Linked DNA regions of Mus musculus: all the other regions are linked to region 1. Evidence: chromatin contacts called from public HiChIP or PLAC-seq data. All regions are on one chromosome and are shown on one strand. The core of a region is the stretch at or near the end of the contact, and the rest is flanking DNA. Distances in the headings are between cores, read along the strand shown.

Region 1 (6,711 bases), core at 634-3,133:
ATGAGCAATTGAAGACGATCATAGGACGTTTAATCTCAAACCACCGGTAAGCCTAAAGTATTTGAAAGTTTAGTCAGAGAATTGACATTTTTTTCACATGAGTGAACTTAGCTGAATAGTCCTTTCAAAAGAAAAAGGACCCAAGAGCCTGAGTCTAGCATTTCTGAAAGCGTGCATATGCATGTGTGTGTAAAGCTGGAAAGCTGAGAATTAGTCAGCTCACAGTCCCCTCAGGTCAGCGTCCCCTCTGAAGAGCCCTACTCACTTCACCTGCTGTCAGGGCCCCCCCAAACACACACACACACACACACACACACACTGAGTGAAGCATAACTTGGTAAGTCTTCCCCCCTAAACAATTCAAGCTACCCTGAGACTTGTAAAGATACCAACCTCTCAAGGAAGTATGCTTACATAGAAATATGCTTTGGAAAGCTGAAATACCCCCTTTACATATCTGAAATTCAGCAGCCTTTGAATCAAGACTTGACCACTGCTATTGACTCTTAAACCACTATTTTAAAGCTAAGACCCAAAGGACTTTATCTTTTATGTACTGTTTTCCTTGTTGCTGTGACAAAGCATCCAACAGAAGCAATTTAAGGCAGAACGGGAGTTATTTTGGTTCCCAATTTGAGGGTACAGTGCATCGTGGCAGGAAAGTCATGCCGGCAGGATCATAGAGCAGCTGCTAACATTGCATCTGCCATCAGGAAGCAGATGAACAGGGCCTGCCGTTCTCTGGCTTTCTCCCATCCAGAACTGCAGCTCCCATGTTTAGAGTGGACCTTTATATACTTCACCTAAGCCAGTCTAGAGACAGGCTTATAGGGATGCACAGAGATTTGTCTCTTAGATTCCAGATCCTGTCACGTTTACAATCTGTACGAACCATCACAAGGACTGTGTGAGAGGAAATAGAACAGGTCAGAGACTCTATCTCAATATCCACGAAGCTCAAAGAAACTCATGAGGCTGTGCTTCGGAGGGCTGTGTGAGGCTCCTCTATCCTTCTTGCTGTTCCAGCTGGAATCCTTGACAGCCTAGTGGGGGAGAATAAGCCCTGGTATAGAGACCCCTGGAACAGGGGACGACTGGCTATGCTTAGGGTTGTAGAAGGAATTGAGGTTACTTGGAAAATATAGGACTGCTTTAAGAAGAATTCAGAGCCTGCCTCCTCCCTGTTCTCCAAGCCTGTGGAAACTGGAAGCCATCTCTCAGTGATTACCTGCCTGGAGCAGGCAGTTTCTAGCTCCCTAATGTCGCCAGGAGAGCAATGTCCTCCTGTTTTGTCTGACTAATTCATTTTCACACACACACACACACACACACACACACACACTCAGCATATCAGCAACAGGCACACACATTGCATGCTGCAGGACTTTCAGTTTGTGATATTTTGAGACTTGAATGGTCTAGAAGGGAGGCAGGGGGAGGTCTCACCAATGTAAGGAAGTGAGTTCCCAGGCTTTGCTCTTGCAAGCATCCAGACTGAGCCCAACAGTCCACAGTTACAACACACACACACACACACACACACACACACACACACTAGGGCTTATTCGAATTCTCAAAGGGAAATAGATTTCACTACAAGCAATCCAATACTGTGGCTACGCAGCCCTTTCTTCTACTTATTGCTAGCTACACACACGCTTCATTTGTTTATGCCTTGGGTATATTTTTGGTTTGTCTGAGTCTCTCACAATCTTTGAAGAGTTAATTCAAAGAGTGAGAGAAATAGTAAGGCAAACACCGTTCTCTGTTCCGCTCTGCTCTGTGTGTGCTTCAGCAGGAAATGCATTTCTGACACTTTTAAAATGAGCAATCACATGTATAATCAACTTGGTTAAAACTTCCTTCCTGGTAACTGCAACACTTCCTCTGCATCTGGATATGAAGGGAGCCCCAGAAAAGAGGAAGAGACGAGGTGCCCCGGGTAGGTCTAGATTCGTTTTTTTTTTTTTTTTCCTAAAGTAAACAAATGATCCTCCTCCGCATCACCTCCAGGGCTGCCTCAGGTACGACTGCTTTCTGTTGTTTGCTCTTTGCTTGGTATGACTTGGAACAGTAACACCTTCCTTCTCAGCTAGAATCTTTTTGTCTGGATCCATTGCCGGTTCAAGCTGAGCCAACCCCCGAGCGTCTGAGTTTCCTTGTCTCGGCGCGCTTAGACTGTGTACATCCACAAAGTTCCGTCCAGCAAGGGCTTGCAGGTGCACTAGTTCTTTCTGTTTTTGTTTGTGCGGAAAGGGGCGGCCACAGAGCCCGTGACGGACAGGCTCCAGAGTCGACCAAGTGCTTGCTTGGGAATTCTGTCCAGACAGTGTTTTTGTAAGAGGACAAAGCTACTTAGTCCCAGCCATGAGGAAACCCAGTGAGTATTTGGTCAGCCTTTTCTCTTCTGTACCTTGTATCGTGCTATATAGCGTGAGTTCCTGCTGTCACTGAGGCAGATAACTGAGTTATATTTGTATGCTTAAATTTGGACATGTTTTATTTTAAGTTCATGTCAGTATCAAAATAGTTTATGGTTCTTTTCTTTGTTGGTTATTCTATACTATACCAAAAGACCAAAGTGAATGCTTTAAGCTACCAAGCAACAGTTGTTTGGGACAGTTGGTTTCATTTATTTACTAAGTATAGCTTCATTATATTTTAAAAGGAGGGAGAATTGACTTTTAAAATAGTTTAACCCAAGAATTGTACATAAGTTGAGATCCAATGTAACTTGTCTTTTATAGCTTTTAATCAAGATCTCCTTTGGGGTATATAATTAACACTCCACTGTTCTTCAGGAAAAACTAATTATGGATCTCATTAACATCAATTAGAGAGTAAATGATATTTTCTGAAATATTTTGTTTCAATATTTGAATGTGGTTTAGAATATAATGTAGTACCAATGTAGCAATGTTAAATATTAAAATCAAAATTTTTATGAATCATTTTTATGGATTATTTTTTAGTTTTGGAACTCTGAGCATTTCAGTCATTAGTTGATGGGTTCATAGTTATGCTTAAATACCTTGTAGAGGGCAAATACCTAAATATAGGTAATATGATGGGAACAAATTTGTAAATTCCTGCTATGGAGATGAAAATATTAGGACATAAGGAAACTGAATTATTGTTTCGGGTCATGGGAGGGCAGGAATCACGTCTTCTACTGTGTCCCCTCTAAAGCAGAGGCAGGCCAAACCAACTGGCTCAGTTAAAATTACCTAAAAGTTCATATTGGTAAAGTCCATGTATGTTAGCACCTCCCCCTGCCCTAATATAGCAGTGATAGCTGGAATGCTCTGCATTCCATGACCAAAATGGTATGTGTGGGGACACGGCTTTGATTACAATCTTCACCAGTTTTACTACACTTGAGTTTTATGAATGGAATGACTAGCTTTCTTATATAGAAAGAAAAAATGAAAAGAAAGAAGACAGGAAGTTGACTAGGGAGACTGGGTTCAGACAGTTTGAAAATAGAGAAGATGAAGCAAGATTGGGTGTCTAGGTTAGAGAAGTGTGAGACTGAACAGAGGAAATGCATCGGCATTGGCTTGTTCTCAAAGTGATGTTCAGGGTCTCACACCGCACCTTAGGGACTCAGCCTTTGCCCTCCACTGTACTGTCTTATGCATCTGTGAGTTTCAGGGTACTTACAAACAGTTGCCATTTTGAGCCAGTAAATGACAGACACTGTGCTAGATGAGGGTTTAACATATTTTTGTGCACATGTGAGGGCGGTATATTGTGTGGTGTGAGCATATGTGTGTGCAGGTGTGCAAGTATACCTGCAGAGGACAGAGGAGACTCTCTCCACCTTATTCCTTTCAGACTGGGTCTCTCACTGAACCTGGAGCTAGGCTGGGAGACAGACAGCAAGCCCCAGTAAGTTTTCTCATCTCTGCTCTCCTCCCAACACAGAGAGAGAGAGAGACAGACAGACAGACAGACAGAGACAGACAGAGACAGAGAGAAAACGTTAGAGACAGACAGACAGAGACAGAAAGAGAGAGAGACCCACCCCTGGGGTTACAGGTCCATGGGGACAATGGTAATGCTTATATGGGAGGTAGGGTATGAACTCTGACCTTATGTTTGTACAGGAAGCACTTTTATCCACTGAGCCATCTCTCCAGGCCCATGGTGCATTAAATGAAAACATCATACACACACACACACACACACACACACACACACACACATACACACACACAAAACTAAAGAAACGGTGTCAGCATGGTTTTTTAAAAAGCTGCGCTGCCTTATTTAACTTTTACCTCCATCTTCTATTTGTAAATAATCAAATTTACATATAAAAATCAGGCTCGGATATTAGGTAGGCTACATCACTCAAACAGTAAGTAGCTGGCAGGGATTCATGTTCTGACCAGCGCTGCTAAAGTCAGCGCTGCCTCCATCTTTCTTGGTCCCTCCAGGCCTTGTGCTCACATCAGCCCACCACACCTTCTCTCTGCCATCATACAGGAATGTGCAGGAAGCAGTGTCTCTTGACAAAGCTCTGTTTCTCCACTCCCAGGTCGCATAGGGCATGGAGCTGGAGAACTATGAACAACCGGTGGTTCTAAGAGAGGACAACCTCCGCCGGCGCCGGAGGATGAAGCCACGCAGCGCAGCAGGCAGCCTGTCTTCCATGGAGCTCATCCCCATTGAGTTCGTACTGCCCACCAGCCAGCGCATCAGCAAGACTCCAGAAACAGCGCTGCTGCATGTGGCTGGCCATGGCAATGTGGAACAGATGAAAGCTCAGGTGTGGCTGCGCGCACTGGAGACCAGTGTGGCTGCGGAGTTCTACCACCGATTGGGCCCGGACCAATTCCTCCTGCTCTACCAGAAGAAAGGACAATGGTATGAGATCTATGACAGGTACCAAGTGGTGCAGACCCTAGACTGCCTGCATTACTGGAAGTTGATGCACAAGAGCCCTGGCCAGATCCACGTGGTACAGCGACACGTACCTTCTGAGGAGACCTTGGCTTTCCAGAAGCAGCTCACCTCCCTGATTGGCTATGACGTCACTGACATCAGCAATGTGCACGATGATGAGCTAGAGTTCACTCGCCGCCGTCTGGTTACGCCCCGCATGGCTGAAGTGGCTGGCCGGGATGCCAAACTCTATGCTATGCACCCTTGGGTAACGTCCAAACCTCTCCCAGACTACCTGTCAAAAAAGATTGCCAACAACTGCATCTTCATCGTCATCCACCGCGGTACCACCAGCCAAACCATCAAGGTCTCCGCAGATGATACTCCTGGTACCATCCTCCAGAGCTTCTTCACCAAGATGGCCAAGAAGAAGTCCCTAATGAATATCTCAGAAAGTCAAAGTGAGCAGGATTTTGTATTGCGGGTTTGTGGCCGCGATGAGTACCTGGTGGGTGAAACACCCCTCAAAAATTTCCAGTGGGTGAGGCAGTGCCTCAAGAACGGAGATGAAATACACCTGGTGCTCGACACGCCTCCAGACCCAGCCCTTGATGAGGTGAGGAAGGAAGAATGGCCGCTGGTGGATGACTGCACTGGAGTCACCGGCTACCACGAGCAGCTGACCATCCATGGCAAGGACCACGAGAGTGTGTTCACAGTGTCTTTGTGGGACTGCGACCGAAAGTTCAGGGTCAAGATCAGAGGCATTGATATCCCTGTCCTGCCTCGGAACACCGACCTCACTGTGTTTGTGGAAGCGAACATCCAGCACGGGCAACAAGTCCTCTGCCAAAGGAGAACCAGCCCTAAGCCCTTCGCAGAAGAGGTACTCTGGAATGTGTGGCTGGAGTTTGGCATCAAAATCAAAGACTTGCCCAAAGGGGCTCTATTGAACCTACAGATCTACTGCTGCAAAACCCCATCACTGTCCAGCAAGGCTTCTGCAGAGACTCCAGGCTCCGAGTCCAAGGGCAAAGCCCAGCTTCTCTATTACGTGAACTTGCTGTTAATAGACCACCGTTTCCTCCTCCGCCACGGGGACTATGTGCTCCACATGTGGCAGATATCTGGCAAGGCAGAGGAGCAGGGCAGCTTCAATGCTGACAAGCTCACATCCGCAACCAATCCTGACAAGGAGAACTCAATGTCCATTTCCATCCTGCTGGACAATTACTGTCACCCCATAGCTTTGCCTAAGCACCGGCCCACCCCTGACCCAGAGGGAGACAGGGTTCGGGCTGAAATGCCCAATCAGCTTCGAAAGCAATTGGAGGCGATCATAGCCACAGATCCACTTAACCCCCTCACAGCAGAGGACAAAGAATTGCTCTGGCATTTTCGATATGAAAGCCTGAAGCATCCGAAGGCTTACCCTAAGCTATTCAGCTCAGTGAAATGGGGGCAGCAAGAAATTGTTGCCAAAACGTACCAGCTGTTAGCCAGAAGGGAGATCTGGGATCAAAGTGCTTTGGACGTTGGCTTAACCATGCAGCTCCTGGACTGCAACTTTTCAGACGAGAATGTCCGGGCCATTGCAGTTCAGAAACTGGAGAGCTTAGAGGACGATGACGTTTTACATTACCTTCTCCAGCTGGTACAGGTAGGGGCTGCTGGTTAGCAGGAACTGCTCTCTCAGAGAGCTCATTTGCATGTACACAGGCACCCCTTTCAGGAGTCATCCGGTACCCTTTGTTCAGTTTCATGATCAGTCAGCCTAGTGCCGATGAAGCCACGTCAAAAAAGTAGTAAATGCTTCCATTG
Region 2 (6,510 bases), core at 2,291-4,790, 160 kb after region 1:
CACTTTTGTTATGACATCTGGAATTTTCTAGTACACATTCTGTGCTGTTTTCTATTACACATTCTAATCAAAGATAGAAATTTAGGGCATATCAACAAAGAAGTCCTAAGAGGGGCTAACCATTCTATTCATATGGACTAGAGAGTAGTGGTTTTAGTTATCAGAGAAGTGAAAATTGGAGTTGCAAGGAGACATCATTGCATGTGTACCAGAAGGGCTAAAAAAGACAGTTCTTTCTGTTAGCCATGATGCAGGATAGCTCAGATCCGTCTATGTGAGCCGCAAGAGTATGACAGAGTAGACAAGAACTGCACACTCCTTGTGCACATTCGCCTTCAGTGAGTGACCAACAGCACCTTGTGTGGACATTTCTTCACGAGGTACAAAACTATAGGCTTATACCTATAGTATATTCTGTAAGAATATTTACTGAAGCCTTATTTGAACTGGAAACAACTCAATGTCTATCAATATGAAAATAAAGAAATGAATTATGATGCATTCATTTGAAGAGGTACTACTAAGCAATAGATAGGAAAAAAAAAAAAAAAGAGCTGCAAATGCTATCAGCAGCAAGAAGCACCCTCACATTTAAGTGGCGTTCCCAGACAGGTAAAGTGAGATGGGTATGCAGACATTATACTAGAGGATCCTGTGGGGTGGCAGGGACTGACTACCAGCATAGAAACTGCCCAGTGCTAAAGTGATTAACATTGCATTGAGATGTCATGTACATGACCCAGGACATTTGTCAAAGCTCATTGGATGGCACACGCCATTGAATGTTAATTTTACTTCAGCTCAAGGAAAACAGAAGCATGGATGGTTGGAATCCTGTTTTCTGGTCTTTAATTGAGAAATGCCATTATTGTGATGGGTCTTTTGTAAAGTCAATCAATCCTTCCTTCCTTCCTTCCTTCCTTCCTTCCTTCCTTCCTTTTTTGTCTTGTAGACCAAAACCCAGATTCCATTTTCATAATAATGGAGCATACATGAGAATGTTTTTTGACATTTGAGGGAAAGGCAATCAAAGCGTTGTCAGTTTTTGCTACCTTTAAATCTATTGAATGTTTCCAACCAGGACTGTAATATATCAGTTTCACCAACTTAATACTTTGTGATTATCGCCTTCATTTGTCTGGAAAAAAAAATCAGTAGAAGTCAGGGAGGACCTCTCAGGGAGCACCTCCTCTCAAGGAGCACCTCTCAGGGAGCATCTCCTCTCAGGGAGCATCTCCTCTCAGGGAGCATCTCCTCTCAGGGAGCACCTCCTCTCAGGGAGCACCTCCTCTCAGGGAGCACCTCCTCTCAGGGAGCACCTCCTCTCAGGGAGCATCTCCTCTCAGGGAGCATCTCCTCTCAGGGAGCACCTCCTCTCAGGGAGCATCACCTCTCAGGGAGCACCTCCTGTCCATACTTTTTCATCAGCACAGTTCATCTAGATTTACTCTTTCTAACGTGTATGCATATGTGCTAGGGATTGGTAACCACACTGACCAGGGACAAGCTGAGGAGTTAGTGTGAAGAAGAAGACAGCACAGGATGCCAGAGGCCTTTAGCTAGCTGTTTGCTCTGGAGGAGGTGACATGGTGTGCTGTGATGGAGCAGTTGAAAGGCTTCCTTGGTTTAAGGCTGGAGCGGCAGCGACATCTTCATTGTTTGAGGATGTTCTCTGACTACCTTTAGGAGGAGGCCATTGTCATAGCCCTACTGGTTTGTGCGCTGAATTCATTTCAAAGCTTTTGTATTTTTTAACATGGCCTTTGTGGGAACCTTAGGTATGAGGCTATTTGAACTCTGAACTTCTGGAATTGGTCTGGGTTATTAGCTCTCCCAGACTGCATGGGTCTCTGCCTCTGCCCTTCCCTGTTGACCTCACCGTGTCCTGCCTGCTCTGTCCAGCTTTGGTAGAGGGCTCAGTATGGAGAAAGGCAGGGGCTGGATTTCTGTAGTTTGGACAGTGTCTCTTTCCCGAGTAGAGGGTATTTAAATCTGGAGAGAGTTTGGAAACATTCTTCACTTGGCCTTTGTCCCCGTCTTGCCTCTGTGTGGTTTTATAAGGTTAGTCGTGTTGGGACTCCTGTAGCTGCAACTGTGCTTCCTTCCTTGTTGTGTAAGAGAACAGTGTTGGCAACGTCCTTGTAAATTAAAAGAGAATCCTGTTCACTCCTAAGCAAAAAGTGATTTCTAGTTAGGTTTTGTTTTGTTTTTTGTTTTTTTTGTTTTTTTTTTTGCGTTCTATAGTGATATTTTAAAATGTCGGGTATATTTGGAGGTATTTGGTTTAATAAGTAGAACAAAATTGTATGTGTTTTGGTGATCATTCACGTTGGAACGTTCTAGAAGCTAAGCACCCGTATTTGACCCTGTCCTACCTCCATCGACAATCCATGTGAGTAGGTTAGATGCACACCTGCTCTATGTCCCTCTTGCTGTGTCAGCAAAAAGAAAGCCACGGCCCTCAGATGCCCACCTCTCACACAGCCCAACTAAGGCCAAGATGTACTCTGAGGTACGTGGTTTATAATCCATGTCGCTTAGGGCCAAGCAGTTAGGGTTTGAAGGCCCTCCAGTTGTGATTCTGCTCTGGCGCTCCCCGCTGGAGGCCAGTGCAAGGGCGTGTGGGACTGTAATGAGCATCTTGGAGACCCACCGGCTTTGCATAGGATTATGGAAAATAAATTATATTTTCAGGACCAAGAATTAAACACATGCAAAGTATATGTATTCTTTGCTAAATGGTGAAATATTTATGTTTTGGGGTCATTTACTTGCTTGTTTGCTGTTGAACTTTTAAAATTTTAGTTCTTTCTTGGTTCAAGAGTAAATTTTCCTTTATATAATTTTTGAAACAGGCATAAGTTAATTTATTCTGAACTGAGTATTCTGTCAAAAATAATTAGTTTATGCATTTTAATTTACAATTTTCTCAATCTTTTATTTAGGCAGCTAACAGACTAAAAAAAGTTTCTATTTCTAAAGCAACAACAAAAAAGCAACTAATATGAAGACAGAGATGCTAATTGTTTTATGGATTCTAATAGGGTTGGAGATATTTTACTCCAGGGCATATGAACACTTTTCTGCAAAAGGCACATTTATCTAATGTAATTCTAGTACAAATGAAGTGGCCTTTTGTTTGTGTGTGGCGTGTGCACGTTTGTGTGTGTGTGTGTGTGTGTGTGTGTGTGTGTGTGTGTGTGTGTGTGTGTGTGCATGTGACCACAGACCACAACCCAGTTCATATTTGTTTAGCTTGGAATGTCTCTTACAGCAACATGCTCAGAAATGAAGACAGTGTCTATGCATTTTGAAAATCGGTCTCATTGCTTCCTGCTTTTAACTGATGGCTTCTATTTTGTGAACTATCTTGCTTTTCAGCCTTCTCTGAATTCTTCTTTCACCTATTTTTCTTCTAAGTGTGGTGAGCTCTGGAAGCAATTGTATGGAAATATGAGTAGACCTAGTTCAGCCCTCCGGGCAGAGACTGCTGGAATGCCAGTGCCTGTGTCCACCCATGTGGCAGGAATTAGGCAGAAGCAAACAGGCTTGCTCTGTGTACTTTTCAGCTTATCCACCAGTGTGTGTTAACTCAGCCAGGGTAACCTTGGGTACAGAGAGTGAAATGTAGCCGTTTCTGTGGACAGAGTTACTTAGGCAGCTGTAGAAGGCTGGTCTCTCTCCTGGGAATGGAGGGACTTCTTCAGTTTACCTCAGGGTGAGGACTTTTGCTCCTAAGGATACTCCAGATTGGAGGAGGACTTGAGTCAGTTATAGTTCTGGTCTCCTGGGAGTCCAAGAGCTAAAGGGAGTTTAGTGTGTCTAGTGTGTCTAGTGTGTCAGTGATAGGCTCTGTTACACAAGCATAAGGATGGCCCTAGTGTGGCACAAGGCTCACAGTGTTTCTCAGGATGGGTTCTGGGAGAAAGCACGTACACAAATAGTCTGCTGTTTTCTCTGGGAATCCTCTGAGGACTTACCTTTTCCAAAATGTAAGGCATTTCATATATTCTTAAATCACACCTGTCTCACAGGTAGACAGTGTGTTTCCTCTGTTTTTCTTTCTAGTATTTTATATTATCTAAATCATTTATCTCCTCTCTCTCCTTCCTCTTTGCTCCTCCTCTTCCTTCCTCTCTGTATTCTATGAATTTGTGTGTGTGACACACACACACACATGTATGTGCATCCACAGAATATTTATTGAACAAAGAACAACTGAAAATGGAAACCAAGACTGAGAAAACTCAATTTGTCACACACTAGACATCTTCATTTGTTAATTTTGTATATGTGGTGTGTGTGTGAGGCCAGAAGATGGGTATGGTTGGAGTGTTTCTGATGCTCCAGCTCCCAATAATGAATGACCTGGAGACTTTTTATTATTTATGAAAACATAGGCATTATAGCTTAGGCTTGTTCCCAGCTAGCTACTATAACTTAATAACCCGTTTATATTAATCCACGTTTGCCACGTGGCCCGTTACTTCTCCTTCAGTCCCTGTACATCTGACTTTCCCTGTGTCTGGCTGGCAAATCCCATGCCTTTCAATTTTTCCCACAGTTCCTGTCTCTGCCTGAATGTCTCTCCTTTCCTTTCCTGCCCTGTTATAGGTTGTCAGCTCTTTATGAAAACAATCAGACGGTGACAGAGAAGAGTTTATAAAAACACCTAGACAGGCAGTGGCTCAGAAAAAAATAGCAGTACCAAAGTTCGGACAGTATTCAGGTCTCTGCTGGTACAGAAATCAACATTTGAGCAATACAAAGAACCTTTACACAGTTCACAAGAAGATAATCCCAACAGATGGGCGTCCTCCAGTTCTCTCTGCCACATTCTTTTGAGGCAAGGTCTCTCACTGGGCCCAAACCTAGGCTTGTAACTAGCAAGCCCTAGTAAACTTCTGTTTCCAAAGTGCTAGGGGTTGGGGATTTGAACCAAAGTCCTCAGACTTGTGCAGCAGCAGGCGTGCTTACACTGTGAGCCATCAATCTCCTTAGTCCCGTGTTTGTTTACTTTTGAGACTCTGTATTGCTGTTCACTTTTGTATACTTTAGAAATGGTAGTATTAGTTACAACAAGTATTAGTCCCTTGTCGTTGGTGAGAGTTTATAGTTGACAAGCACTGTCAAAAGATACAACTTGATGAAATCCTCGGAAAGCAGAGCAGTACTTATTGTTCATATTTTGTAGGTTCATCAGACTTCATGGAAGTGGCTCATGGGGCAGCCACGGGCCAAGGACCCCCTTTTCGTGTGTGCTTCCCCACCCCTTCCTTTCTAGCCGTACATGACTTCTGTGTGTATTTGCACTCCTGCCTTCCTCCTGCCTCACTTCCTGGCACACACAGCACCGTGTAAGTTACATGTACCGAGAACATGTACGGCATTGCTTGGCTAGATCACACTGACTTCAGATCTTCTTCCCTTTGTTGCTAGCTAGATTAAAACTCTAGAGTAAGCATGACGTCTTAATTCACTATAAATATATATAGGAGATACTTGTGTTTCTTTTGACTCTTAGAGAGGGCATGGGGGATATGGATGTCTATTGGAGTGTTTTTGATGGTCAGGCATGGTATGTGCAGCCTTGACTACTGAAAGCCGCCTGCCCTGTTAACATCACTTGTCTTGTTTACTGACCATTCTTAGGCCCCATTTATTGTCAAGTGGTGAGAATCATCATTGTGTGGCTCTTACATGCTCACAGTTTAGAAGTAGATACAGTCTCTACAAAGACTGTCAAAGATAAACAAAGGAATGTAATTTGTGGTGCTTTAGTAGCTATGTGCTTTAGCATGTGAGGAAAAAGTCTTAACATAGTTATAGATTTTCCCATCTGTATGAAACTCTTATGAACATGAATGCCATGTGTAGAGTCTGGCCAAATGGATTGTTCTGGTTACCCACATACCATAAATGGCATGGCAGTAATGGGGTGGGTTGTTTTCTAAAGACATGTATGTTAAAAATTATAGACCTCCCCGTAGGGCCATGCCCTCAAGTGCCAGTATCATGCCAAACTGTCTGGGCACCTGGCCTCTACCCCATCTCAGAGTGACCTAGAGATGGAGTCAAGGGCCTGCCATAGGTGACACCCTAGAGCCACCTGTAGCTCACCCCTGCACACCCCTGGGTACGTATACTCACATGCTGTAGTTGGTTTTGTTATGTGAGAATATTCTGGAGATATTCTCTTTCTGCACACACACACACACACACACACACACACACACACACACACACACACGCACACACCATAATAACCCGTTTTTCCTTCCCCAGCCTTGGGTCCCAGGTTGATGATTCTGTGACTAAATATTTATTAATAAATGCCTGCCTGAGCTTTGGCTGTTCCTTGACTAGCTCATACCTTATTTAACCCATTTAAACGATTCTGTCTAGCATGTGCTGGTTACCTCTCCTTCAGGCCTGGCCCTCTTCTTCCTTTGTGTCTCCTCAGCATCTCTCGGCTGGTTTACATCACTATTGCCATTGTCTCCCATCTCA
Region 3 (7,199 bases), core at 1,335-3,834, 200 kb after region 1:
TGATGACTTTTTGTGTCTTGTCCTGTTTGCGACAGGGTTTTAAGTTGCTGTACTGGCTAGTTTTGGGTCAACTTGACACAGCTGGAGTTATCACAGAGAAAGGAGCTTCAGTTGAGGAAATGCCTCCATGAGATCCAACTGTAAGGCATTTTCTCAATTAGTGATCAAGGGGGAAAGGCCCCTTGTGGGTGGGACCATCTCTGGGCTGGGAGTCTTGGGTTCTATAAGAGGGCAGGCTGAGCAAGCCAGTAAGGCACATCCCTCCATGGCCTCTGCTTCAGCTCCTGCTTTCTGACCTGCTTGAGTTCCAGTCTTGACTTCCTTTGGTGATGAACAGCAATATGGAAGTGTAAGCTGAATAAACCCTTTCCTCTCCAACTTGCTTCTTGGTCATGATGTTTGTGCAGGAATAGAAACCCTGACTAAGACAGTTGCCCAGCATGGCTTTGGACTTCTTATCCTCTTCCCTATACCTCATAATGCTGAGATTAGAGATGTGTATACTATCTTAGGTAAATACTGTTATAAAACTGTAAAACTTGTTTGCCTATAGATGAATTATATAGTCTATCTAGCCCACATAAAAGACACAGAAACTTGGTATTTTGTTTACAAGCTATAAGCCTAGGTTGGGCGGGTTCTGTGCTGTTCTCTCACATATACAAACCCTTTGTCCCTTGTGACTCACTGTTTGAGTCTCGCTCAGGCTGCTTTTGCTCCATCAGCTGTCCTTGGGGTGCACTTCTCTGGGCCACGTGCTGCTGGTCCATCTTGTCTAATGGAGGCCTCCTGATCTCTTTGTCTTCTTTTTCCATCTTCCCGTGGTCTCTCTCATTCGATTTTTAAGTTCCACCTCTCTCTCTCTACTATCCAATCACAGGCTCTAGCCTTTTATTAACCAATAGCTTTAAACTGGGGAGCAAGGGTTACCCAACAAAGGCCAGTGTATGTGAGAACACACTTGTCTGGACAACAACCAGATCTTGGGGTTGAGACTTTAGCAATGGCATACATAGTGACAGACCAACCCCCAGCGTTTGCCAACATCTCTGAGAGTTTCTTCCTCTCCTCTTTGTAGCATGTTTGAGAGGGACTTCCACACGCTGTCAGTGTGGTGCACAGTGTTTCACAGGGTTCTTAGACAACTCATCTTTGCTCTCTCATTTTTCCAGTGGAATAATTTCTATTGATCTGCCTTTCAAGTTCTTTGATTCTGCTTTTAACATTGGCTCCACTTGTTTAGTGTCTATAGAACCGTATGCACGTGTGCACATAGAGATGCAGAAATACTTGCCTGTGCATGTGTATGTGAAGACCAGAGGTTGATGGTCGGCCTCTTCCTCGGTCACTTTCTACCTTACTATTTGAGATAGGGTCTCTCACTGAACCCGTTTGCTGACTGGCCATTGAGTCCCTGGGACCCTCCTGTCTCTCCACTCTCCAGTGCTGGGCTTACCTGTGTGTCCTGCCATACCTGGCTTTACTTGGGTGCTGGAGACGTGAAATGGACCTCACGCATGCGCAGCAAGCACTTACTCACTGGCCATCCCTCTAGCCCTAGTCTTCGATTCTTCCTTCCATTGAGCTGTTCTAATGACTTCAGAACCAAACCAAACCCGAGTTGTTACATTTTTCAACACGTTTTCCCTGTGACCCCTTCTTGTAATTTTCTCTTTAATGAAGCTGATTACTGAATCACTGATCAGCCGATCAGATATGGTTTCCTCTGCCTCCACGAAGGAAATAGCCTCTTTGAAGTCTTCTCTGTGTCCAGTCAGTTCTTTGTAGCCTGTGGGTCACATCTACTTTTTCTCTGCATGTGTCATGTTTGCTAAGAGCTGGACAGTTTAGGATCTTTACGGTAATGTTTCTGGATCCCGAGCTCCCCTCTCCAGGTTGTGGACAGTTTAGGATCTTTACGGTAATGTTTCTGGATCCTGAGCTCCCCTCTCCAGGTTGTGGACAGTTTAGGATCTTTACGGTAATGTTTCTGGATCCTGAGCTCCCCTCTCCAGGTTGTGGACAGTTTAGGATCTTTACGGTAATGTTTCTGGATCCTGAGCTCCCCTCTCCAGGTTGTGGACAGTTTAGGATCTTTACGGTAATGTTTCTGGCTCCCGAGCTCCCCTCTCCAGGTTGTTGCTTCCTGGCAGGTGGGAGAGCCGACTTGTCTGTGCTTAAATTCCTGTGTTCCAGCTCGCTGTGGTTTGTGGCTTTGAGGGTTGGCTTGTGTCTGCCTGATGTTATGGTCAAAAGCCACTCACAGCTGACAGATCCTGTGTGAGTTTGGGAACATTTAAATTTCAGGCAGTTTTCAAGGGGAGGTTTGGCATTTACTCTCTGCTGGGTCATCTCATGTCCCCTCTGCCTGCACAGAGATGGTCTCTATTGCCCTGTTGACTTCCAGGTGTAGGTAGACGGCTTGGGCCCTGCCAGTTTCTTCTATGTCCCCACAAAGCATAACCACAGCTCAGACACATGGGAAAGTAACCAGACTCCTAACTGTCTCGCTTTCCGTTACATTTCTAGTTAGTTTACTGAATCTAGGGATGACACCATCTTATGCTCTCTAAGCTTCAGGCCTCTTGCTTGTCTTTCACCCAGGTCACTGTAACCAGCAGTGCTCAGGGCAGGAACTGTGTGTGGTAAGTGAGTGTGTGTGTGTGTGTGTGTGTGTGTGGTGTATGGTGTGTGGTGTGTGTGTGTGTGTGTGGTGTGTGTGTGTTTGTGTGTGTGTGTGTGGTGTGTGTGTGTGTGGTGTATGGTGTGTGGTGTGTGTGTGTGTGTGGTGTGTGTGTGTTTGTGTGTGTGTGTGGTGTGTGTGTGTGTGTGTGTGTGTGTGTGTGTAGTGTGTGTTGTCTGTTTTTGTTTTGTTTTTTGTCTGTTTCCATGTTCACCTAGAATGGCATAGCGAGCAGCCTTGGGCAGGGATGCCAGTGATTTGCACTGTGTTAACTGAAAATCTGGTCTTTTTATGAATAAATGCTTCTATATCATATGCCTTTCATTTCCAGAGTGCTGATTTCCTCCCCTAAGTTCCGGATAACTCCTCTCTGCCTTTTTGGTGGTGGGGGTGGGGCAGGACCTACCACGTTCCTCATTCCACTAGGCTGTCCTGGAACTTGCTGTGTAGACCAGACTGGCCTAGAACTCGGAGGTCTACCTCCCAAATGCTGGGGTGCAAGGCATGTGCCACCATGTCTGGCTAAAGATGTTTTTTTTTTTTTTTGCTGCATAAAAATTACAGGAATGAGATAGACGTGGTGTTCATACTGAGGAGTGGCCCTTCTGTGCTAGTCAACCACTGGATCACTGGGCTGCATCCTACCCACCATGTTGTTCTTTCAAATAAATGGTGTTAGTTTTATTAGAAACAGTTTTTAGTTTTACTGTGGCATTGTTAATGAGTTATTTTCCTAAAGTATTTGGGAAAAATTTGGCACCTTGATTCTGTTAGTTTTAGAGATGGTATGTTTTTAGGAAGTATAAAATATTAAAGCCAATTTGAGAAAAGATGAGATACCTTAAAAAAAAAAAGATGGTTAGTAAGATACCGTTCTTGTGGTTTTAATTCCTTCTTGTACCTGAGATGGGAATAATTTGAGGCAATTTAGTAATCTTTTTGAAGTATGGATGTTTAAAGATGTTTGAGAATACATTTTAAATTATTATGATGGTGATGATGGTGGTGATGATGATGATGATGGGTTTCCAGACAAAGTTTCTCTGAATAGCCCTATTGTCCTGGGACTCAATCTGTTGACCAGTCCGGTTTTGAACTCACAGAGATCTGCCTGCCTTTCTGATTGTAAAGTGAAAAAAAAAACATGGAAGGGTAGGTAGGAAAATAAGAATAGTCATAATCTTTCTATAGAGCAGTACCTGCTATGTAAACATTGGTATCCACCTTGACAGCCATCTTTTATGCATACGTTTTTTATAAATATACAATATACACCTGCATTGCAAATGACTATAAAAACATTTTATAAGATATTACTGAACAGCAAAGTTCTTAATCGAAAATGAAACCTTATTTACTTTTTTTTTTTAAGAGTATCTCATGTAGTCCAGACTGGCCTCTGATCCACTGTGCAGCCTTGAATTCCTAATTCTCCTGCTTCTCCCTCCTCAGAGCTGCCGTCACACCGGGTTGCTATGGTGCCTGGGATTGATTCTAGGGCCTCCTGCATACTGGGCAAGCACTCTACCAACTGAGCTGTACTCTTAGCCCCTCAAAGAGTAATTTAAAAATATTAATAACATACATGAATACATATCTTAATTATTTTTTATTTATTATTGGGGACTCTTTTTAACTATCGGTTTTTAGATGGAAGGACTTGAAGAGTACTTACTGAATTGACCTTGAGAATGTTAAAGGCTTTATCTTTTAAAAGATTTATTTTATGTACGTGCGTACACCGTAGTTGACCTTCAGACACACCAGAAGAGGGCATTAGATTCTGTTACAGATGGTTGTGAGCTGCCATTTGGTTCCTGGGAATTGGACTCAGGACCTCTAGAAAAGCAGTTAGTGCTGTAAACTGCTGGGCCATCTCTCCAGCCCTCAAAGCTTTTATTTTTGAGATAGGATCTTAATGTCCAGAGCGGCCTCCGACTCAGCTAAGGGTGACTTTGAACCCCCTGCTTCTGCCTCTGGGGTGCAGAGATGGCAGGCTTGTACCGCCTGCCATAACAAATTTATGTGGTTGTGGGGATCAAACCCACGCCTTGTGCATGCTAAGCAACTCCTCTCCTCGCTGAGCTACATCCCCAGCCACTTTCAAAGCCCGTGATACTTTTCGAATCTGGCGTCTTCCATTCCATTCCCACTTCTCACCAGCAGTGCTGAGGAATTTCATTCTAAACCTGTCTTTGCCATACTGTCTTTTAACTTAAACAAATTAACAAAAACAAAAAAGACCCAAAGAACTTTGCTAATTTATTTGACACAAATGTTTAGTAGTTTGTTCCTAGATTTTAATTTTTCCTTATTATATCATTCTATCTTAATTTAAAAAATTCACTTGATTCAGATCTTGGTCAGAGAAAAATGACAGCTGATAAAAAAGAATTTCTAGCAAAAGAGAAATTAGGATACATGTCATTATATATTATTGCTTTTCCTAAAGACACGTAAAAATTAGACTTGATAGAAATATGTTAGGACCTACAAAACTTTCACCGAATTTTATTTTCTTAGAACAGTTTCCATGAGATAGTATAGTTTGAACCCACAGGAAATTCGTATTTTTTTAAAAGACTGTTGAGTTTCATTTTAAAAATGAAAGTGGAGTCAGATATGATGGTTGTGGGGGCCTAATAACCCGAGCACTCGGCAAGGCTGAAGCAGGAAAAAAAGAGAATAGTTTATTTAGACAACTTTAATCCTGTTATTTTAAATAATAAATAAGCCAGACTCTTGAGTTCCATATCTTCTCACCGTGTTCTATCATTCGAGTCTTTGCACACTAACAGGCATTGTGCTGTCACACATTGGTAAGCAGCCGCCGTCTTGCTAGATTTCTCATGATTGCACCAAGAGGCTTGGATAGGAGTCTCCTCTGGTGCTGGGTTGGATAAGTCGGGACCCACAAAGTTCCAGTTTCCCATCCTAGGACAATGTGGTCAAATGACACTTGTTCTGGAATGTATTAGTGAATTAGAAGAATACCTGCGGCTTCTCTCATTCTCTCATGTGTGTGTGTGTGTGTGTGTGTTGGTCAACATTCCAGAAACAGAAGTATTCAGGAATACTGTTCTGAGTAATAAACGAAATTATTTAGTGATGCTAAATAATATAATGTAGGGCTAGACCTAATATTTTAAGGGCAGAGTTATATTATGACTATATTAGTGTATTGGCTAGTATTTCTATTTGTTTATTTTAGTATATAAGAAGATTTTAGACCAAAATAAATACCAAGAGATAATCATATTCCCTGAACAATGGGAGCCTTTTGACAAATTTGGGAACCGGTCAGTTGGTATTTAAACCAAAGGATCATACTTGCCAAGGAAGAAATGGCCTCCCCCAACCCCTTCTCAGCCCTCACTATTTGTGGCAGGCAGGAAAACTGGCTCTGCCCCTTGCCAGCTGTGGCATTGGGTGAGCTAGCTGGAGCAGTGCTGGAGAGCTTGATCATCCTGATGGTGTGGGTGAAGGAACTTTGGCAGGCTGACCAACTCAGCTACCACCCAGGCTCAGATCCTGGTCTTTGAATTGATCCACCCAACTGCTGAAGTCCACGAAGGGGCCAGTCCTGTAGACTCAAAGCTGAAGGATCTCTATGACACAGGGCAACATAGGCTACCCAAGAAGAGTCCCAGTGCGGATTCAGTATAGATAGTGTAGTAGAAGCCAGAGGCTCAAACTAGACCAGTGACTCATTACAATGAACATTTGCAAGTAAAGGATATACTGTGGGACACATTACAGCTTCCACAATAAGATGTGTTTTGTTTTGGTGTGTGTGTGTGTGTATGTTTTCTTTTCTAACCTGAGGGTGGAGTAAGGTTAGGTTGCAAGGAAGATGAGTGTAATTGGGATGCATGATGTGAAATTCATAAAGAATCAATAAAAATTTTTAGAAATCACCTTGACTATTAGAATAATTTTTAAAACTTTTTCTTAGATTTATTTTTGTTTCGTATATTAGTATCTTGCCTCTGTGTGTGTGTGTGTGTGTGTGTGTGTGTGTGTGTGTGTGTGTGTGTGTGTGTGCGCGCTACATGTATGCCTGGTGTCTGTGGAAGTCAGAAGAGGGCACTGGATCCCATTGAATTGGAGCTATGGGTGGTTGTGAACCATCATGTGAGTACTAGGAACCAAATTCAGGTCCTCTACAAGGGCAGTAAATGGACTTTGCCTGATGAGCCATCTCTCCAGCCCTTTTCCTTCCATCCTCCCCTTTTATGAGACAGGATCTCACTATGTAGCCCTCATACTAACAGACCCACCTGCTTCTGCTTCCTGAGTGCTGAGATCATGCACCCCCATACGTGGTTCCTTGGCTGTCAGTTTATCAAAATGCATAATAGTCATTAAATATAATGTTCATAAATACTTATGGACCAGTTTTAGCAAAATACAAATATAATTCTGTTCTGATACTGTTTTCTGGTACAAACTAACCCATTCACTGCTCACTGCTTGGTTATATTTTGGAGAGACTCCTTGATGAATTCTGATGATT
Region 4 (7,210 bases), core at 2,639-5,138, 230 kb after region 1:
TATTTCGGATCTCTATACATGGGGTCTTTGCTGGCCACAGGAGAGCCTAAAATCTTGTGTCTTCTAGTTCTGGAAAATTCATTCCATATTTCTTCATTTTTAGTTTCCTCTTCCCTTTCTTTGTTGACTTCATCGTTTGGGTTTTACTCTTTCTAATTTTATATACTTAAAATAATCCAATCGGGGGCCATGTGTCATTTGATGTTTGTCATACCTATAATGTGTAACACCAAGAACAAACCGTAAAGGTAAATGCAGACCAGGGTCCGAGAGTCACTGAGCGCTGATCAGTCGTAACAAACCTCCCCCAGTGCTAGGGCTGTTGGTAATGGAGTAGGCGGGGGAAGTGTGGAGCCCTACAGTTGTCTCAGCGCACCTGTGGACCTAAGAGAACAATAGCAGTCATGTTTTAAGGTTTTTGTCTTTTATTGTAAGGATCCTTTTATATGCCTTTGTGTATAATGTCATCCTGAGCCGTCTCTGGGTGATAAGCAGCACTGTCTAAAACCCTGCTCTGTTCCTGGGACACCTATGGCATGGGGTTGCGTTGAGGCTGCCAACCAAAAGCAGATTGAGAGCCCTGAGGAAGCAGGGCAGCCTGTGAGCTAGCTGTTAGACCTGGGAGCGTCTTCCCGGCAGTGAAGAGCTTGCTTTCCCGGCACTGGGGTTTGGTGCGCCTATTCCAGCTTGTTTGATTTCTCTCTGATCCTTGTCTGGGAAATTAAGTCAAGTCTGGGCTGCTGGGTGTTGTCTGGGTTAGAGGGACTTGATGGGAAGGTTGGTATCTGATCCACCTGCACCTTGAAGCCATTCTCAGGCTTTCGTCTTTGTCTCTTGGCTGCACCCTGGTGGAGCACAGGATTTTAGTGTGGCTGCTTCCCATGCTGTTCTCATTGGCCCCTCCAGCACTGTTAGATGCGGCTTTAATAATCCGTCAAGAGCTTTCCTAGAGACGTAGATGTTGGTTTTTTAAGGGAAATGCATTGACAGAAAAGACAGTGGCAGATTTTGCTTTTTGTTTTGTTGTTTTGGTTTTGTTTAGCTTCCCTCCACTGCACCTCGGTCTGTATTTTGTTCTGTTTTGTTTTGGGCACTGACACAAACTGTAAAATTGAAGTTAGGATGTAATTTCACCAGGTGTTTAGGGAACTGCCTCCCTAGTTCTAGCGATAAATAGAAGAGGTTTTAAGAACAGATAGTTTACAAAAATTTGAAACAGTTCTTTATCATCCTAGTTAGTTTAGCTTTTAAAATTTTTTTCCTCAAGATGTGTGGTGGTTTGGTAGTTCTTTTCCATGTAAAGTGGTGATACTTTGAAGTGTTCTAAAGTAGGCCAATTATCATTACTTTCATTCAGATGTTGAATATGAGAATAAATAACCTCACTTGTATGTGGTGAGGGAGACAAATGGTATTTTTTTTGATAAAACTCAATGGTAATGATGTTCTCATTTCTTTGAAATCTCTCACAAAAATATAAAAATTATACGGTTACTTGAGGAACTGTGTTCTAGATACACATAAAGTTATTTTGTCTATTTAAAATAGGAGCAGATGTCCCAAGTTTTAGATGCCATGTTTGAAAAATTGGTCAAAGAAGGGGAACACGTAATTGACCAAGGTGATGACGGTGACAACTTTTACGTCATTGACAGGTAAGTCATCTGGCTTTATTACTGAAGTTTAAAAACCTACTGTGTGGGCTGGAGAGATGGGTCAGGGGCTAAGAGCACTGACTGCTCTTCCAGAGGTCCTGAGTTCAATTCCCAGCAACCACATAGTGGCTCACAGCCATCTGTAATGGGGATCTGATGCCCTCTTCTGGTGTGTCTGAAGACAGCTACAGTGTACTCACGTATATGAAATAAATAAAGAAATAAATCTTAAAAAAAAAAAAAAAACCTGTGTAAAACCCTAGCAGTTGCTATGACAACCAACAGGTTAATCTGATAATTGTTTCTCTTCAACCTTACTACTGTATGATGTAAACATCTCATGAATATATACAACAGAGCTGCAGCAGGTCATGCAAGGAGTCAGTTTATAGAAGAAGTAAATCTGTAAGTCACAGAAATGAATGTGCCTTGATTTGCTCGTTCATATTGGGCAGGTAGAAAGTAATATTGCCATATAGTAGATGCTAATTACAGTGAGAATTGGAGCAAGACATGGTACCAAAGAATCTAAGTGATGGTATAGCCCACTCAGTATCGCCACAATACAATGTCCTTATTATTAACTAAAAGAATCAGGTATTCCAGAAGGCATAGGGTAAGGAAGGGAGCCTTTTCCCCTACTGTTTTAGTATCCTTTAACCAGTAGAGTGAGCACTTCCTGTGTCCTCACAGAAATTGGGTAGTATTATAGTTGTCTTTTAAAATGTTTTAGAGTGGTTTTTGTTTTGTTTTGTTTGTTTGTTTTTTGAAATAGGTTTTACTATGTAGCTCTGGCTGTCTTGGCACCTGCTGTGTAGACAGGTTGACCTTGAACACATAGAAAATATTTTATTAAACAGAAAGGATATGCACTTACTAGTATTGACAATCTGGTTTCAGAGATCTTCGACTGTTTTACCTAACCAGAGAACAATATGGTGGATAGATGAGCCTCCGACCCTCCGTAGCACATGAGCAGGGTGTTCTTCACCTTAGAGTCAGGCGGGGTTTCTGTGGCAGTTGGTGTCCCTAGCTGCTCAGTTTTGTGAGGAACACAGATCGTCTCCCCACCTGATCTACTAGCAGTTCTGGTCCTCTGGGTAGAATTGTGGTCAGCTGGTAATTACACCTCCTCTTGGCTCCCTTTCCTAATCATATAGGAACTGTGCAACTGTGCATCTTCCTCCTCCTCCTCCTCCTCCTGCTCCTCCTCTTCCTCCTCCTCCTCCTCCTTCTCCTCCTCCTCCTTCTCCTCCTCCTCCTCCTCCTGCTCCTCCTGCTCCTCCTCCTCCTCCTGCTCCTCCTCCTCCTCCTGCTCCTCCTCCTCCTCCTCTCCTCCTTCTCCTTCTGCTCCTCCTCCTCCTCCTTCTGCTCCTCCTCCTCCTCCTTCTGCTCCTCCTCCTCCTCCTCTTCCTTCTGCTCCTCCTCCTCCTCCTTCTGCTCCTCCTCCTCCTCCTCTTCCTCCTGCTCCTCCTCCTCCTGCTCCTCCTCCTCCTCTTTCTCCTCCTCCTCCTGCTCCTCCTGCTCCTCCTCCTCTTTCTCCTCCTCCTCCTCCTCCTCCTGCTCCTCCTGCTCCTCCTCCTCCTCCTCCTCCTCCTGCTCCTCCTCCTCCTCTTCCTCCTCCTCCTCCTCCTCTTCCTCCTCCTCCTGCTCCTCCTCCTCCTCCTCCTCCTCCTCCTTCTTCTTGTTTGGTTTTGTTTTTCAAGAGATTGGGTTTCTCTGTGTAGCCCTGGCTGTCCTGGAACTCACTCTGCAGACCAGGCTGGCCTCAAAACTCAGAGATCTGCCTACCTCTGCCTCCCAAGTGCTGAAATTAAAGGTGTGTGCCCCGCATTGCCCAGCAGTTCCCTGGGTAAAATGCCGTCATGCCTTTCAGTTGGGGCCTTGGCTCATTTCTCCTTTCTCCTGGTGCCCTTCCACCGCAACGCTAGCCAGGGTTAGGGATAGAGCCTAACCCCGACATATCCCTTTGTGTACGGCAGAGTCATAGTTTTGATGTCACAGCCTTCACTAACAAAACCGCTTAGAAATCCACTCATTTTTTTTAAATTTTAATTGAGTGATAGGTGAGAGCCCCAGGTGCAGTCCAGTTCTTGCAGTGGGTGTGTTTTACAACGTGCTCTCCAGTCAGAGCCTAACCTCCCATTGGCATAGGAACCACTCCAGCTCACAGGAGCTGGGCTGCTGATTGAGGTCACCCACATAGTCAGTGCGTCTGGCCCACAGCCAGATCTCCTGTCACCAGCTTCTGTTCAGGCTCATTGCTCTGTCATGCACTGCCTGAGGCCTCATAACGTCAGTCAGTACGAAGAGCAGCTGCCACCTGTTTACAGACTTCCCACTGAGGCCCTCCTCCCACCGAGGCTCTCCGCTGGGCTGCTTTCACCCTCACCAGGGCACTTTGGTTTTATATTTTTTTCTTTTCTTTTTTCAGTATAAATGGCAGGGTTTAAAATACTGGTTTAAAAGTAATTATCCGTGGAACAAATTCTAGGGTGTTTCCTCAGAAGCACCATTCTATCCACAAATTAAAGGGCAACCATTTTCTCCCGTATTAGGTAATGTCTTTTGTTTCTGTTCCTGTAGATTTCTTTACTAGTCACAGTCTTTTCCTAATCCTTAAAAGCTGTCCCTGCCAGCTGGTGGTGCACGCCTTTAACCCCAGCACTTGGGAGGCAGAGTCAGGCAGATCTCTGTGAGTTTAAGGCCAGGCTGGTCTACAGAGTGAGTTCCAGGGCAGAGAAACCCTATCATCAAAACCAAGACCAAAACCAAACCAAACCAAACCAAACAAACAAAAAACTGTCCGCTTTTGCACTACCACATCTTTGTCCAGGATTTTTACCAACAGAATAAAGCTGCCTCCCAGGTACCCCAGCCAGCCTTGAAACCATGTTCTCTACTGAGTACAGAATGTGGGAAGACGGCTCTGTGAGAAAAATAGCTTATATGAGTGTAGGGCCTGGTGACCTGAGCACAGGGACGTGTAAATGGAGTCTGTTTTCTCAAGGGAAAACCAACACAGAAACATCTACAGAAAGACCAAGGCCGGAAGCTTGGTCTGATCTCCTACCACTTTCTAGTTTCAGCTTGGAGCTGACCTAAAGTGAGGGGTCAAGGAAGGAGTGTTAAGGCTTCATGGGCCAATATGGCCTAAAAATTCAATTCTGCTTGTAACCCAAACCAGCTATGTATAATAAAGACAACATTTGTGTTCTAATAAGACTTTATTGGCAGCTGGCCTGGGGGCCAGCTCCTGCCATAGTTTATAAAGGACTCATCAGCAGATTGTTAGAACTGAATTCCTTTAAAAAAAAATAGCCATTTTCGCTTGGTCTTAGAAGCCATGTACTTAATACATGTCTGTTAAGTACGCAGTCAATGACCTGGCATACCTCACAGTTCTTACTGTCTGAGACAAGTCCAGCTAGTGTTTGGTGTATGTTGCAGAGATGACTTTCTGCGCACACTCTATCCCTGACTCTAACTTTGTTTAGTTCCCTTTTCCCTGTGGGTTGTCCCTGTCCTGGTGTAGTTGATAGCCATTTCAATAGGTCTGGAACAGATGAGCACACACTGTTATCATCAGGGATAGGCAGGCAGCATCAAGATTGCATTGCACGGGGCTCTTCTCTGAAGCTCTGCTGCACTGTAACTAATGTTGCCTGAGTCACACTGTCTCTGACTTCCATATGAATTTATATATGTCCAACAGAGGAACATTTGATATTTATGTAAAATGTGATGGCGTTGGAAGATGCGTCGGTAACTATGATAACCGTGGGAGTTTTGGAGAACTGGCCTTAATGTACAATACACCCAGAGCAGCTACAATCACTGCTACCTCTCCTGGTGCTCTGTGGGGTTTGGTGAGTAAAATATTTGCTTGACCTAAATGTTGTTGTTTTTGAAAATTATCATGGCAGTAGATAGGCAGATATCCCCAGTCTGTATTTTAATTTTGATTGGTGGTTTTATTTGGGATCACAAGTCATTGGCATTCGTTAAGCATTTGCTAAGATGCTACACTGTTAAGCACAAAGTCTGTGCTGAACCAAAGCTTTATGTCCTGTCTCTCCCCAAGTCAGGAGCCTGAACACACTGGCCTTTGGGAATGACATCGGATCCACAGTGTTCCTTTCTTGTCCATGCTTAAAAACCACAACAGCTGGAGCGCTGACTCAGTCAGTAAGGTGCCTGCTGGACGAGAACGAGGCTCTTTGTTGGATCCCCAGAACCAATGTAAAAAGTTGAGCAGAGTGGCTTGTGCCTTTAACTCCAACGTCGGGGAAGCAGTTGTGGAGACACACAGATCCCCAAAGCTCATGGGCTAGCCGGTCTGGCCAATCAGTGAGCTTGAGGTTCAGTGAGAGACCTTGTTTCCGAGATGGAGAGCAACCCAGGAAAGACATCTCACATCAGTCTCTGGCCTCTATATGCACATGTGCATCGTGCACAAGCATCCGATCACACATACGCACATACCCTCAACTAACAAGTATGAATACTGTACCACACACACATAGACACACACACACACACATCCACAGCCTTTTTCTCAACTAGATCTCTGAAGTAAGTAGTGTAGTCTGTAAACCAGTGATTTTCAGAGTGACCAACTGAAAGTCACAACTGGGAACTTCTTAGAAACATCCCAGGCATCCCAAGAGCTCCTGCACCAAGAACTCTGGAAACGGGGCACAGCAAGCCTATACTGGCAGGAGCCTTCCATGTGATTCTGATGTGTGCTGCACTTTGAAAAAGCATGGGAAAAGAGCGAAGGAAGCAAGCAAGCAAACAACAACAACAAACAAACCAGTTCTCTTGGTAGTGGTATTCAATGATTGGCATTGTAGAGTAAAATACCTGTTCTTTTCATTTCCGATACTGGAAAAAAAGTCTTGCCGGGATTCTACACAAATCTGACCATTGTCTTTGGGTGGGACATGGATGCTAGGATGGACTGAGCATTCCTAATCCAGAAACTCAAAGCTTGAAATGCCCCCAATCCAGAACTTTTTTGAGCACCAACATGATTCCACAACTATAAAATTCTATACCTCCCCTACTATTACAGGTCAGTCAAAATGCAAGGCGTATTACACTTCTTATACTTTACCTTTAGACCATGTATATGAGATATATATGAACTATGAAGTTCATGTTTAGACCTGAAACATGCTCCCAAGCTTCTTCGTTAGGATTTCTCAGGATCTGGGCAGTTGGGAGTGGGGAGGAGGGGGGAGAGTGGGCGGTGGGTAGGTGGGGGGTGGTCTCAGGTATTTCAGACAGGAGATTCTCAGGCTGTATCTTTAAATAAAGTCTGAATGGTAGAAATTCTGTTAAGTGTTGGTTCACAGACATTTTTGGCTGAGGCGCTAGAGGAGCTGTGTGGGTTCTTTCACCAGGTAGCAGAACGCAGAGCTGAAGGGCTAACAGCTCACTCTGGCTTTAAGGTGGGGTTCTCAGTCTTTGTTTGGTAAGCTTGCAGACCCCCCTGGGAACCCACTTACCTAAACCCTGCAGATTGCACATGTGGGATCTCAGGTGAGCCT

Evidence for each region. HiChIP or PLAC-seq counts read pairs in DNA pulled down with a chosen protein or histone mark.
Region 2: a contact with region 1 is called in an H3K27ac HiChIP or PLAC-seq map of the HPC-7 cell line, with 7 times the contacts expected there. The contact joins the enhancer-like site here to the promoter of Pik3cg in region 1. A contact is called at or near these places in 11 of 39 promoter capture datasets (the HPC-7 cell line, HPC-7-derived erythroid cells, cranial neural crest and 7 more), 4 of 484 Hi-C or Micro-C datasets (the HPC-7 cell line, granulocyte-monocyte progenitors, myeloid progenitors and 1 more), 4 of 115 datasets of contacts at active chromatin or transcription factors (the HPC-7 cell line, bone marrow-derived dendritic cells and bone marrow-derived macrophages) and 5 of 9 other capture datasets (adipose tissue, embryonic stem cells, liver and 2 more).
Region 3: an H3K4me3 HiChIP or PLAC-seq map of bone marrow-derived macrophages shows a contact between it and region 1, with 3 times the contacts expected there. The contact joins the enhancer-like site here to the promoter of Pik3cg in region 1. A contact is called at or near these places in 9 of 39 promoter capture datasets (3T3-L1-derived adipocytes, cranial neural crest, embryonic stem cells and 5 more), 3 of 484 Hi-C or Micro-C datasets (B cells, LSK cells and bone marrow-derived macrophages), 11 of 115 datasets of contacts at active chromatin or transcription factors (the 230-238 cell line, CD8 T cells, the HPC-7 cell line and 6 more) and 2 of 9 other capture datasets (adipose tissue and liver).
Region 4: an H3K4me3 HiChIP or PLAC-seq map of pro-B cells shows a contact between it and region 1, with 7 times the contacts expected there. The contact joins the enhancer-like site here to the promoter of Pik3cg in region 1. A contact is called at or near these places in 25 of 39 promoter capture datasets (the 3T3-L1 cell line, 3T3-L1-derived adipocytes, the C10 cell line and 16 more), 4 of 15 datasets of contacts at CTCF or cohesin (CD8 T cells, the NIH/3T3 cell line, large pre-B cells and 1 more), 13 of 484 Hi-C or Micro-C datasets (the 63-12 cell line, CD4 T cells, the HPC-7 cell line and 10 more), 23 of 115 datasets of contacts at active chromatin or transcription factors (the 230-238 cell line, CD8 T cells, DN3 thymocytes and 14 more) and 5 of 9 other capture datasets (adipose tissue, embryonic stem cells, liver and 2 more).

The regions. Positions count from the first base shown.
Region 1 is chr12:32,203,831-32,210,541 of GRCm38.p6, reverse strand. Pik3cg (phosphatidylinositol-4,5-bisphosphate 3-kinase catalytic subunit gamma) reads left to right here and starts at 1,883. Exons shown (of 11, transcript NM_001146200.2): 1 at 1,883-2,024; 2 at 4,544-6,550. The coding sequence starts at 4,556.
Region 2 is chr12:32,041,686-32,048,195 of GRCm38.p6, reverse strand. The region is part of intron 1 of Prkar2b (protein kinase, cAMP dependent regulatory, type II beta); the gene reads left to right. Among named protein-coding and RNA genes, the nearest start is that of Prkar2b, 16 kb to the left of the region's middle. Within about 2 kb of position 3,540, at least 92 of the 459 cell types and tissues checked have an H3K27ac peak or open chromatin away from gene starts, as enhancers often do. A contact at or near this core is called in the HPC-7 cell line, adipose tissue, granulocyte-monocyte progenitors and 3 more, where this site is marked.
Region 3 is chr12:32,004,811-32,012,009 of GRCm38.p6, reverse strand. All of the region lies in intron 2 of Prkar2b (protein kinase, cAMP dependent regulatory, type II beta), which reads left to right. Among named protein-coding and RNA genes, the nearest start is that of Prkar2b, 53 kb to the left of the region's middle. Within about 2 kb of position 2,584, at least 75 of the 459 cell types and tissues checked have an H3K27ac peak or open chromatin away from gene starts, as enhancers often do. A contact at or near this core is called in CD8 T cells, LSK cells, bone marrow-derived dendritic cells and 6 more, where this site is marked.
Region 4 is chr12:31,970,364-31,977,573 of GRCm38.p6, reverse strand. It overlaps Prkar2b (protein kinase, cAMP dependent regulatory, type II beta), which reads left to right. Exons shown (of 11, transcript NM_011158.4): 5 at 1,549-1,655; 6 at 5,371-5,524. Among named protein-coding and RNA genes, the nearest start is that of Hbp1, 24 kb to the right of the region's middle. Within about 2 kb of position 3,888, at least 137 of the 459 cell types and tissues checked have an H3K27ac peak or open chromatin away from gene starts, as enhancers often do. A contact at or near this core is called in CD8 T cells, DN3 thymocytes, LSK cells and 8 more, where this site is marked.